Regions from separate parts of the Danio rerio genome. Here region 1 is linked to region 2. The links are chromatin contacts, called in public Micro-C maps. All regions are on one chromosome and are shown on one strand. The core of a region is the stretch at or near the end of the contact, and the rest is flanking DNA. Distances in the headings are between cores, read along the strand shown.

Region 1 (6,926 bases), core at 1,741-4,240, 140 kb before region 2:
ATTTATTTGGTTAAAAAGTAGTATGAAATTATACATTTTGGTAGTATGAAATAACATACAGGGTTCCCGCATTATTTATTGTATTTGAATACTTGAATTTCAGGCACTCGTGACACTGAAGCCTGGAGTAATGCTGAAGTTTATAGTGTGTTCCCATCTCTAAACTTAAAGTTAAAAAAGTAGTGATAAAATAATGTTCTTTTTGTGTTTGAAGCAAGGCTATAGGCATTACATAATGGCCTCAGAGACAAGACCTTATTTTCTTTTTCAGAGGTCTGCGGTTTTGTTTACTGCTGTAGCTTTTTTATTTTACAGTGATATATGGAGCAGCTAGCAGACTGTATATCTTTTTTTTTTTTTACATTTTCAAACTTCAACAAAAAATGAGACCAATTCCCTGATGAGAGGATGTCAAGTATGGTTAAAATATTAACCCATTTCCCCCCTCTGTGGAGCACAAATAATTTACTCGGCTTCCACACGAAACTCTTTCCCCTCTCTGTGCGCCACCAGCACTGATGGAACCAAATAGAGCCCATCTATAATAATGACAAGTACACTGAGTCGAGTGCTAGTGTGAGAAGTTTGACTTGGATCACCATTTATCAGAACAGACGTGGGAGTCGTAGAATGGTGAGGTGGGCGTAAGTGTGGACTCAACTGCTCTGCTTTGCAGAATTTTGTCTGGCACATGAGTGGACCATGCTGCAGAAGAATTTAAAGCAGGGCTCTACACTAGTCAGTTTTGAGATTTTTGGCTTTATGGCTTTTCATAAAGGTTTTTTTTTTTTTTTTAGTTTAAAGGAAGAAAACATAAAATACACTTTTAAAGGCACAATATATCTATTACATAGTATATCAAAAACATAGTATGATGCTGCTGTGACTGAGTGTGAAATCATGGGAGTTGTCTTCCTCATTACATACAATGGGAAATCTTGTTCATGGTTAAGCTAATATCTTCAAATTCCATTATTGAATTAGTTGTGTTAGTTCAACTAGTCAAAATCAACTCGGAATCATGAACATATTCACTGAAATACACTCAAAAAAGATTTTTGCTGCTTGTTCAAACTACTTGTTTAAAATGAGCTGAAGCAATACAATTCTGGAGATTTTCTTTGGGAAAAGTAATTGTTTTATGTTCAATCTACTTAAATTAGTTACGTTATTGGATATGTGTTAGGACAACATGAATGAATTGTAAGGAACCCTGCATTTTTACAGTGTATTTTCAGTTTCACTCTTAAGTGAGTCACTTGTACAACACTAAAAATTAGTCATATTTACACTCTATTGAGTTCAAAAATAACTCTGGTCTACATTACTGGGAGTGGATTGTTCCTTGACTAGTGTAAAGAGCGAAAATTCACCACTTTAACAGAGAGAATTTATATGTTTAATTAGCTGTGTACTATGAAAGAGAGAGGGTGAAGTCGTTGAAGCAAAATGAGAGAGCTGAAGCAATTGCTAATGAGAGATGTGTGTGATGCACAGCAGAGCTTTTATTATGCCAAAGTCGACTGCTTTTATTATGCCAAAGTTCATCTGCTCATTATCAGGTGGGGAAAAACCAGTGCTGTTTTTATCATACTAAACATATTTTAAGGTTCTGTTATAATGCAATTTTGTGCAGTATAATACAACATAACATATTATTAACATAGTATTAAAGTGTTTTTGGCATTTCCCTAAAACCATACTGAAAATCGAGGGTTTAATCGAGAATGTCAAAAGCCAAAAAGTCTGTGTCACTATAGGTAAAATGGCTTGATTTTTGAAAATTCTTCAAAACATGTGGGATCATGTACGTGCATAAGTCAGCAAAGTATATAACACTGTACAAGTGGTTCTTTTTGGATATTTTAATTATAAAAACTTACATATTGTGCCTTTAAGTGTTTGTTTCACTTCTTTAAAGAATATTTTTTTTCTCTACTGAGCCTCAAATAGGGTATATACAGAGCTAGTGTTTCTTCCCATACTGATAAACTTCCGGTAAACGGTTAATGTGACTTTTTTCCATTTTATATGGTTCCTTTTACAGCATCGATGTTGTAAGTACAATCAGTTAAATAGAATTCAGAGTTTATTTAGTTGCTCAAGTGTAAAACGAGATGAAAATGCACGCTCCTGTCAAGATTAGCAGGCTAGCGCAGAAGCTCCATTGATTATACTGGGGCAAAATAAATGTTCATATAAGACACGGCGGGGACAATGTAATTTAATGCAGTGCTTCTTGTAGAATCTGAGACCCACTTTAAATCGGATATAACTCAGCCAGTGGGGATCGCTGATTTTTAAAGAAAACAAACCTTAAAATTTTGTAATGGCATACAGTTTACGTTACTGACAAATTAAAAGTCCTTCAGCATTCTTCCGCATATACCCTATTTACACTTAAGCAGCACTTTTATCAAACTTTAAAATACGAGATATTTACAGAGTGATATGCTCATACATAATTAGCCTGATTTTATCTAGAAAAAAGTCTAATATGTCAAAAAATGAATACCCTGACTTCATTCATTGCTAGAAAGTATAAACATTTGTACATATGTAATTAAATAATGACTTTTTTTGAACATTTAGACATTTGAAAAAGCTTGCAAAAGTAAAATAATATATATAGTAAATAAAACGTATTTTAAATGTATATTTTATAATTATGTTGTATATTTCTGTAGTAAAGATTTGAGAAGTAACGTTTGCCCATGAATGCACTGTTTTGTTGTAGTAAATTTGCAGTTGGAGAGTCTCATGCACACAAACACATGCAAATGATGAGTTGCTATGGAAGAACAGAGGCAAGGCCAAAGCACTCAATAGCAGACTGGCATTTTTCCCTCTTTCTCCCGGGGCTCTATTTTGCTGCCGCACTGAAGAAAACGGAAGAGCCATAAAAGTAAACAGGAGAATGGCAAACAGCACATTCCCTCCCCTGAGTTTCCCTCCACTGATCTTAAAGCACATTCAGCACAGAGGAAAATTGGCTCTTTCAGGAATCCCTGCTAGCCTCAAGACGCCACTTCCTACCACATGCTAATGGGACAGAAAAGATGAAGTCATCGCTTTTGTCAAATGTGAAGTAATGGCCTTCCACATAGTCTCACTGACAAAGCTCTACACATAAGCCTCAGTACTCTTTCAATACACGTTTGTACTGATATTTTTTTAAAAATTCACGCTGTAAAAAAATTATGTTTTACCCCTTTATGCTCATTTAATAAATGCACCTTTATGGACATTTAGTTGATCACAAACTGTAATATTGTGAACTTTGGTCCTAAAAAGATAATTGATTCTTGTTTTCTGAGAAGCTAAGCAAAATAAAGCAAGTTTAACTAAGTGATCACATAACTGTCGTTGAGTATGAAAATGACTTTTTCACTTAAGTTAAGCAGTTTTTTTTTTCTTCAGGATTTTTCAATTTTACAGAAAATAATATTGCTGATCTCATGTAATTTTGCCTCATATATAAACGTACAGCATATTGACTTAAGAATCTTTAGACATATGTACTGGAAGACAAGACACATCCACAAAGGAGTAGAATTACTTTTTTTCTTTTTTATTCTGCGTGTGTGTGTGTGCGTATGTGTGTGTGTGTGTGTGTGTGTTTATTTTTGTGTTTATTTTATTTTACGTTGTTTCCAATATGATACTTTTACTTTTTTATTTCTGATGAGTATAGCATTGTTTTTATTTATTTATTACTTCATTTTTTATAAATATTTTTATTTATTACAAATTTTGACATTAAAGATTTATTATTATGATGATATTTGAGCATTTTTATTTACATTTACAGAACATATTTATACATTTTACATTACACATTTTATTATGGGCGGCACGGTGGCATAGCGCTGATGCCTCACAGCAAGAAGGTCGAGCCCTGGCTGGGTCAGTTAACATTTCTGTGTGGAGTTTGCATGTTCTACCTGTGTAAGCGTGGATTTTCGCTGGGTACTGATATATATGCCCTTTAGGCTACATATTTTTTTCGATAGTCTATAGAACAAACCAGCATAATTTAACAACTTGCCTAATTACCCTAACCTGCCTAGGTAAGCTTTTAAATGTCACTTTAAGCTGTATTGAAGTGTCTTTACTGTCATCATGGCAAAGATAAAAGAATCAGTTATTAGAAATGAGTTAATAAAACTATTATGTTTACACACACACACACACACACACACACACACACACACACACACACACACACACACACACACACACACACACACACACACACACACACACACTATAATTATTAGTGTTATTATATCATTTATTCATTCATTCTTCTTTGGCTTACTGCCTTTATTCAGCAGAGGTCGCCACAGCGGAATGAACCGGTAACTTATCCAGCATATGTTTCACACAATGGATACCCTTCCAGCTGCAACCCAGTACTGGGAAACATCCTACACACTCATTCATACACATAGACTACAGCCAATTCAGTTCAATAGCGCATGTCTTTGGACTGTGGGGGAAACTGAAGCACCTGGAGGAAACCCAATCAAATACAGTGAGTATATGCAAACTCCACACAGAACTGCCATCTGGTCCAACCAGGACTCAAACCAGCGACAATCTTGTTGTGAGGCTACCGTGCTAACCACTAAGCCATCATGTTGCCCCATTCTTTATTACAATTCCTAGTTATGCCATATCTATTTTCAGCACCATCAAGACTTGCTGCTTGGTAAGTGTGCGCAAACTTTTATATGTATTTATATATATATATATATATTTCAAGAATCCTTGTTAAACAGAAACTGGAAAGAATGTGATTATTTGAGGCATTTTATATAAAAAGATAGTTTTAATAAAATTGGAACTTTTGATCAAATTAAAGTGTCTATGATGAATAAAATATGAGTAATTTTTTTAAAAAATCATTATATATAAAACACGTTACATTCATGACACATTCTATCATATCAACATATTCCCTTTTACTACCCTTAAAAATTTGAGATTGTTATTTTAGCTCTCTTGAAGTTATATTACCCATCTCTCTAGAAAGACATTTTCTTTTTTATTGGATAGATTACCCAAACATTTTAATTGTCATTATTATCTCACCCTTGTATCAACCAGTTTTTAGTTTTATTTGTCTATTGAACGCACAAAAATATATTTTGAAAAAAGCTGAAAACCTGTAACCATTGACTTCCATAACTGTATTTTTTTGCTATGGAAGTCAATGATTACAAGTTTTCAGATTTCTTCAAAATATTTTTTTTAGGGTTCAACTAAAAAAAAGGAACTCATTTTTTTGTTATTATTTTTTATTGTAATTACTAAAATAAATTAAGAGAAATTATTTTAGTAATACAAAGTATAAACAGATGCCAGGGGTAAAAAAGAGTAAGATAATAATAATAAAAAATTTAAATTTTATTTAATCAATTGAAAGTTACATGATGCTTCATATATATATTTTTTAGCTTTTCTGTTTTTAATGTTACATAGTGTAGTACCATATTGTTTAACCTCCTTTATAAAATGTTCAAAATTTGGCTTAGATTTGGCCCATTTCTTGACATGAATATGGTATTTTCAAAGTAATATTATCAGTTGTATAAGAAAATATGTTGTGCTTTTTAAATCAATTCCATCTTTTACTAAAGCAAATATGACATCATAAATAATTACCAAATTTGTATTTGTGTACCAAATGTCCTTGAAATAAAGTTAGAAACATCAATCCAAAATAGTCTTGAGTATACACATTGAAAAAACGAGTTTTTTTCTATCCACTCCAAACCGTTCAAATAACTATTTTACAGTATAAATTCTGTGTAAAATTTTAAAAGATAACTGTCTTACTTTATTACTTATAAAAAATATATATTTTTTAGTAACTATACTTTTTTCCACTCAACGTTTCCAAATTTTGATGACCAGAAGACTGTTGAAGATGGCATATGATTCTTTTTTTTTTTTATACATTTCTAATATATCTATTACTACATTTATCCTTAACAATGTTAATATCGCCAATAAATAAAACATCATCACTTGTCTTTGGCTGTTGGTCCACTCTGTATGTTACGCAAAAGTGATACAACTTTACTTGGTATTGCATCAAAAATAACAGCATAGTCTCTTGGTTTTACAGGAACTTTTTTAAGGAATTCTGAGTATGACTAAAGCAATCCATGTTCATCAAGTACTTCACTAAATATGTAAATATTCCATTGTCATACCATGATTGAATAAATATAGACTTCCTTTTGTACTATTATTTCTATTATTCCACAGAAAATACCGATGAGGTGTAAAATAAAAAAATAAATAATAAAAAGGAACTCATATAGGTTTGGAACCACTAGAGGGTGACGTAATAGTGTATTTTTGTGTGAACTATCCCTTTAAATTAGGCTTTTTAGAGAATTGGGTTATGTGCATTTTCTGCCACAAGGTGGGAGTCTAGCATCACAAAGTGGATTCCTGCAGACAATCACTAATGCAGCCAACGCTCTCTGATAGAAAAAGTAAACAAGGAAACGGTAAGAATTCCTGAACATTTTTTAACGTGTGAATCTTTGTACATATATGAAAATATAATTCAAGCACAGATAACAGATTCTATCATAGCAATAATAAGCAACACAATGTTCATCTCGTGTTTATCATGTTAATGTGTGTTCTCCTCCAAACTTTGTACATGAGGAAAAAAAAAAGGTTAATAGACACGAGTCTATAGCATTGAGCCACAGTCATAGACGCTAACTTTGCCGGTTAATTGAAGTAAAATTGGTTTTTATTTTCGCACATACGTTCATTTTTGAACAGTGACACGGTTGTTTAACATTTAAATAATCGGTTACAAATTGCATGCAAGTAACGTTCTGAATTCAAAACCACATTAGCAGTAAAGTTCACTGTAACAATGTTGTACTTTGATA
Region 2 (6,641 bases), core at 560-3,059:
GAGTACACCCCATTTTAAAAATGAATATTTTCCACCATTTCTCAGTGAATATAGGCTATGTATTTAAACAAAACAGATTCATTAAACAGATATATTTATTAAAATAATATTTTAGTTACCAAACATATTTAGAATTGGAAAGATAATACAAGTAAATTCAAGCAAAAAAACTTGCAAACTACAAATGTTCAACTAAATCTTTCATTTTTTTGCCTCTCTTGATTTTTCCTCTTTTTAAATTAGTATTTAATATTTTTCTATATGATATAAATTTGGCTGTAATAGTTTTAGGACCGTTATTGTAAGTTATTTTGTTAGATAAGCTCCAGATTTGGCTTCAGTGCTGACTAATCTAATGTATATGCTCAAATATAATATATATATATATATATATATATATATATATATATATATATATATATATATATATATATATATATATATATATATATATATATGTAAAGCTTCCTATTAAAAATATGAATTTACAAGAGAGATTTGTGAGGGGTGTACTTATATAAGCCGAGCATTGTAAATAAAATTAAAAATAATTTAAAAACTATAGACTACTTAGACCCATATACAGTTGAAGTTAGAATTATAAACTGATCTGATCTGAATATCTGATAATATTTTTCCTTTTAGAAAAAATCTTTTTTATTAGTTTTATTTCGGCTAGAATAAAATCAGTTATTAATTTTTTAAACAACATTAATTTTTTAAACACCATTTTAAGGACTAAATTATTAGCCCCTTTAAGCTATATTTTTTCAATAGACTACAGGACAAACCATCACAATAACTTGCATAATTACCCTTACCTGCCTAATTAACCTAGTTAAGCCTTTAAATGTTACTTTAAGCTGTATATAAGTGTCTTGAAAAATATCTAGTCAAATATTATTTACTGTCATCATGACAAATATTAAATAAATCAGTTATTAAAAATTAGTTATTAAAACTATTATGTTTATAAATGTGTTGAAAAAATCTTCTCACCATTAAACAGAAATTGGGGGAAAAAATTAATGGGGGCCTAATAATTCAGGGGGGCTAATAATTCTGACTTCAACTGTATGTTATTAAGTATACATTTCACTAATTTTCTTCTACACAAGCTACACAATCAACATTCTGGTGCACGATTTTTCACATTTTACTTGTTGCATCTCTGGGTCTGATGTTTATAAAGGCCCGAGGAGAGACATTTGCCTTTTTATCCTTTCACTATCAACATGGCCACCTTGATGAGTCCATGTTTGCCGTTAATTTACATGACAGAGAGGTGAACACTGAACAGGCTCACATCACTCCTGAAGCTAAGGTCTCCGTTATCTACAACAGAACATCTTGCACTGGTTAGACATGGCACAAGTCTGAAAGTGATGAACGCCCCCATAAAACAAATGACAAACTGCTCAAGGCACAATGTCTTTCACAACCCAGGCCTATAAAGAGGTAAAAATGTGGAAACTTACTAAAGTAAGCTACATTCTTTGATAGATATTAGTTGCTGATGAGGGATAAGCAATGAAAATGGAATTTACCTGAAGCAACATTACTGATAAAAATGAAATATTATGCATTATCTTACAGGACCCCTGAACAAGTGCAGTTTTCTCGACTAGAAGCTTCATTACTGGATAAAAAAACACAGCTATTGAACGGCACACTCGTTTATTGACTTACCTCTTGTAAACTCTTGAGATGCACAGGAGAGCAGAGAGTGAAGCAACAAGCTGAAGGTAAGAAAAGGATCTGTATGACTTTGTCAAGGCCTCACCAGACAAGTGAAGTGGGACTGCGGCTCTTGGTCGCCTTGACGACGGATGCTTTTTCAAGCAAATCAGCCAATGAAAGAGGCGCTGCTCGTCATTCAGAAGAGCACGTGACCCTCGAGCTGCTTTCATCTGCAGGAGACAAGAAGCGCGAGGATGAATGACGGGGTAATGAATTTTTTTTATCTTCTTTCAACTTTTATTCTTCTTTTTTTATATATATAATGGCGTTTTCTTATAACTGAAGTAGATGTCTGGAATGTGCTTGAGGTTAAACGGGTTTAGAGTGTGTGCCTTAAGGCTGTTAAATATTGCCACCTAGTGGATAATTCTGTGAGTTACTTAGTGAAACACTGTTTTTGTCACATTCATTTATTTTATTTTCAGTTTATTTTCAACTTATCCAGCATATGTTTTACGCAAAGGATGCCCTTCCAGCTGCAACCCATCACTGGAAAACATCCATACACACTCATTCACACTCATACATGGACAATTTTAGCTTACCCAATGCACCTATACCACATGTCTTTGGACTGTGGGGGAAGCCGGAGGAAACCCACATGAACACGAGGAGAACATGCAAACTTCATACAGAAATGCCAACTGATCCAGCCGAAGCTCAAGCCAGCGACTTTCTTGCTGTGAGGCGAAAGTGCTACCCATTGCAGAGAATATAGAGAGTATATTTTGACACAAATCAAATGGAGGATGAGACACACTTCCAACCTGTTCTGCCACAAATACACCAAAACAAATAATCTTTCACCAATTTGAAACATTAATGCATTCATTTTTTAATTTAAATTACTCAGAAAAACTTTACTATGTACTCGGAGAGGATGAATTGATATCTAAACTAGCTGCAAAATATGTTTACACCCTACACACCATGAGAAATGGTTAATGTTAATTCATGTGTCTTATTTAAATAATGTAGACTTTTTATTATTAATATTATTATTATAATTATCAAATGTATTATCTATTTCTTATTTACTGTAATTTTTTTATTTGATTTTAATATATTACATTTTTAAAATGCTTTGGCAATACTGTATTAAATGTCATTCCAATAAAGAAACTTGAACTCAATAAGTAAGAGTAATAATACATGGTAATATGAGATTTTGAATAATATATTATATATTCAATAATAATGAAATGTTATTAATATTTTATTTAAATATTATGTGGCTATATATATATATATATATATATATATATATATATATATATATATATATATATATATATATATATATATATATATATATATGTATGTATGTATGTATTTTACTACTACTGCTGCTATTTACTGTTTACTATGTGTTTTTATCATATATGTTCTTTTTATGTAAACTTTATAAATGCTTTGGCAATACAATTCTAACATTTGTAACATGCCAATAAAGCAATTATTGAATTGAATTGAGAGAGTGATTTCTGATTTATAATTCTTTATTTTTTTATTTAATTATTATTACTATTTTTATTATATTATACTACTATTTACTGTGTTTACTATGTTTATATATAAATGCTTTGGCAAAACATTTGTAATTATCATGTTTGTCAATAATTGAATTTCATTTCTCATTTCATTTAATTGAGAGAAAGAGAAAGTATAAGTTACTTTAATAATCTTTTCATTTTCTTGACCACCACGTCACCATGTCCGAATGATGCCAACAAGATGTCCCTCTCACCAGAGATTTATAACGTTATGCATGTGACATTTTCAGTAAAGTTTGAAAACATAAATACACAGAGAAAGTATGTGTTCACATTATATTGAAACATTTGTTTATATTTTCCAACACAGCTAACCACGGAGTTATGGGATCAGAAAAAAATCAGAAAGCATTTTTTATATTTTAAATGAGAAAAATAAAGATGTGTTATGGATGTGACCAAAAAAGAGTTTACAGGACACAACATACTTTTGTAGAAATTTTGTTAATTAAACTGCACAACCCAAAAGAAATAATGCTAATCATAGGATAAGAGTTGACTCACTGTAGAACAAAAATTATTGATTTTACTTTTTTTCTTTTTTTTCCTTTTTTTTTGCATTTATAAGGAAAAAGCTTTGTTGGGGATGTGAAATCTCTCTGTTATGGGTGTGAAAGATGTAAATTGCCATTTGTTTGACTTTGGTAAATCAAATATAAAAGTTTGAAATCATTGACAAAAACATTTTTTTTTGTATTTTTACAGTACTGTAAAATAAAATATAAAAACGAAAGTTAACTTAAAAAAAAGGGTTTCGCCATTTTGCTGAAAACTTTCATTTTTTACATAGCAAGGTTGACATTTACATGGAATTGCTCAACAATAATAATTATTACTATTATCATTATTGTTGTTGTTGCTTTTATATCCCTAATTATAATTGATTAGTTTGTTTTCTTGTTTGTTTCAATCTAATGTATTTAAATTATTATATATTATTATTTAATTAGTAATCTAATTGTTTTTATTCAGCTTTAAAGTCCATTGTTTTAATACAGAATAAAGCTAAAATGGAAGAAAGAAAGATGTTGCTGTTATCAATATGATAACACTTATTGATTTATTTGTTTGCTTGATCTGTTTCAATCAAATGTATTTCAGTTAATACATCTAATAGTTATTTAATTATTAATACAATTTGTTTATTTATTTAGCTGTAAGGCCGATTGTTTTATAACAATAATACAGAATAAATCTAAAGAGAAAAAATAATGATGTTGTTATCAATATGATAACACTTATTGATTTATTTGTTTGCTTGTTCTCTTTCAATCAAATGTATTTTAATTATAATATATTATTATTTATATATTTATATAAATAATATTTATATAATTGTTTTTATTTAGCTTTTAGGCCCATTGTTTAATAATACAGAATAAATCTAAAGGGCAAGAAAGATGTTGCTGCTATTATTATGATAAGGCTTATTGATTTATTTGTTTGCTTGTTCTGTTTCAATCAAATGTATTTCAAATTATAAAATTTTATTATTAAAAGGATTATATAATTGTTTATTTATTTAGCTGTAAGGCCCATTTATTTATAACTATAATATTGAATAAACCTGAAGAGAAAGAAAGAAAGAAAGAAAGAAAGAAAGAAAGAAAGAAAGAAAGAAAGAAAGAAAGAAAGAAAGAAAGAAAGAAAGAAAAAAAGAAAGAAAGAAAAGTTTTTAGTGTAATAAGACAGCCCACATTTAATGCAAGAAGGCTGAGAGGGAGAAAGAGAGAGACCGTGTGCGTGCGTGAGTGTGTGTGTGTATGTGGTGTTTGTGTGTAGTATTGAGAGGGTTTGGGCGTGTGCTGTAGCTCTCAGCGCCCTCTTCTTCTTCCTCCCCCCCTACACACATACACACGCCGCTCTTGTATGTGTCTAGTCGACGCTCACCGGCAGTTCAATGTTTATGTTGATGTGCTCTGCTTGAGTGGAGAAGCTGTGCTGTCTGTCTAATGAGGAAAACGGCGGCGAGCGGCGGAGCTTTGAGAGGAGCAGCGGGAAGGATGTCGACATATTATTGACTGACTTATCGGCGTCGAGGAGAGCGAGCAGAGCCCTGCGTTTTGTAAGTAACGTTAGTGCAGCCGCTGCTTTCACTGCTGTCTGTGTGTCGTGCAGGAATAACAGCAACAAAATGTTCCCCCGAGCGTCTGCAAGGAACATTTTGTTGGCTTCGAGACGTAAATCAGTTGACCAGCATCATCGCGAAACTGACGAGCCGCTGCTACTACTCAAAACGAAACAAATGCGTCAAATCAGTGCTCGCGCCTCAATTCCATTCATCTCTAGTTTGTAACATACTAGCGGACTGTGTAACTAGTGTTGCTTAATCTGCACATACAGCTCAATGCAGGAGGAATGATGGGTTGATTGATATCAACAGAGCCAGAAACGTTGCACTAAATAGCCTATGACTTTAATTTTTCTAAACTACAGTCGTTTTTGTTTAAGAGGGATTATGAAACTTTAATCATCAGATTTGGTTGCTGTTAAATCTCTTGTAATGTTAGCAAAAATCCACGCATCTAAATGACCGCGTTGTTTACATTGGCCATCGTCTGAAGAAAAAAATCAATAAAGGTGATGTCATTGTGTTCGAGGAATAATAGCAAAACCAAATGGGTTTTATTCCTGCATCATACACACACAAACAAATAGAAAAATGATTCAATATAACAAACATAAACATAATATGAGACATCTTTGAAAATTACTTGAGTTTCTATTTTGCTTGCTGAATTTATTAGCTATGGGTGTAAGTAAAATGTTAATAGAGTTACTTGTTTTATTCTGTAAAGTATAAATATGATATTTATTATATAATGTTTCTTATTTCAATTATAATAATGTCACTTTGTAGCGATGATGTTTAGAAAATGCAAGACAATCAAAAAAAATATATATATTTTTTAAATTAATTGAAAAGTGAAGGTCAATCTTGTATACAGTATATTGATTAGTTCACTTTTCTGAAGTTGGTAAAACATTGGCATTGAGTAGGGATGCTACGATCCATCAGCCAGAGATGGGTATCGGCCGATAATCACATTTTATGACTCGATCGGTACTCATCAATCTGGCTGATCTCATGAACCGTTCGCAGGTTTTTGTTTACAAGTTTGTAGAGGAAGACACACGCGTTTAGCCCACTCCTGCACCACCCAAACCTGCTCCAAGCTGGGATTAAACCGCCGACTCTCCACATGGGAGTCGGTTGCTCTAACAAGGAGGCTAAAGACCATGGCCTCTTGCCAAATACTATAAAATACACAAAATGTGTCTCTTTTGAATGGGGAAAAGTGTAATGGTCGACGTGGCGAATGAAACCCTGCCTTCTAGTACAAGAGC

What was found. A called contact is a pair of places that touch in the nucleus more often than the background predicts.
Region 1: a Micro-C map of caudal fin shows a contact between it and region 2, with 3 times the contacts expected there. The contact joins the enhancer-like site here to the promoter of rassf7b in region 2.

The regions. Positions count from the first base shown.
Region 1 is chr7:51,627,860-51,634,785 of GRCz12tu, reverse strand. No RefSeq gene overlaps it. Among named protein-coding and RNA genes, the nearest start is that of pamr1a, 8.2 kb to the left of the region's middle. Within about 2 kb of position 2,990, at least 8 of the 62 cell types and tissues checked have an H3K27ac peak or open chromatin away from gene starts, as enhancers often do. A contact at or near this core is called in caudal fin, where this site is marked.
Region 2 is chr7:51,489,054-51,495,694 of GRCz12tu, reverse strand. It overlaps rassf7b (Ras association domain family member 7b), which reads right to left and starts at 1,809. Exons shown (of 6, transcript NM_197942.1): 1 at 1,690-1,809. hrasb (HRas proto-oncogene, GTPase b) reads left to right here and starts at 5,193. Exons shown (of 6, transcript NM_001020629.1): 1 at 5,193-5,358.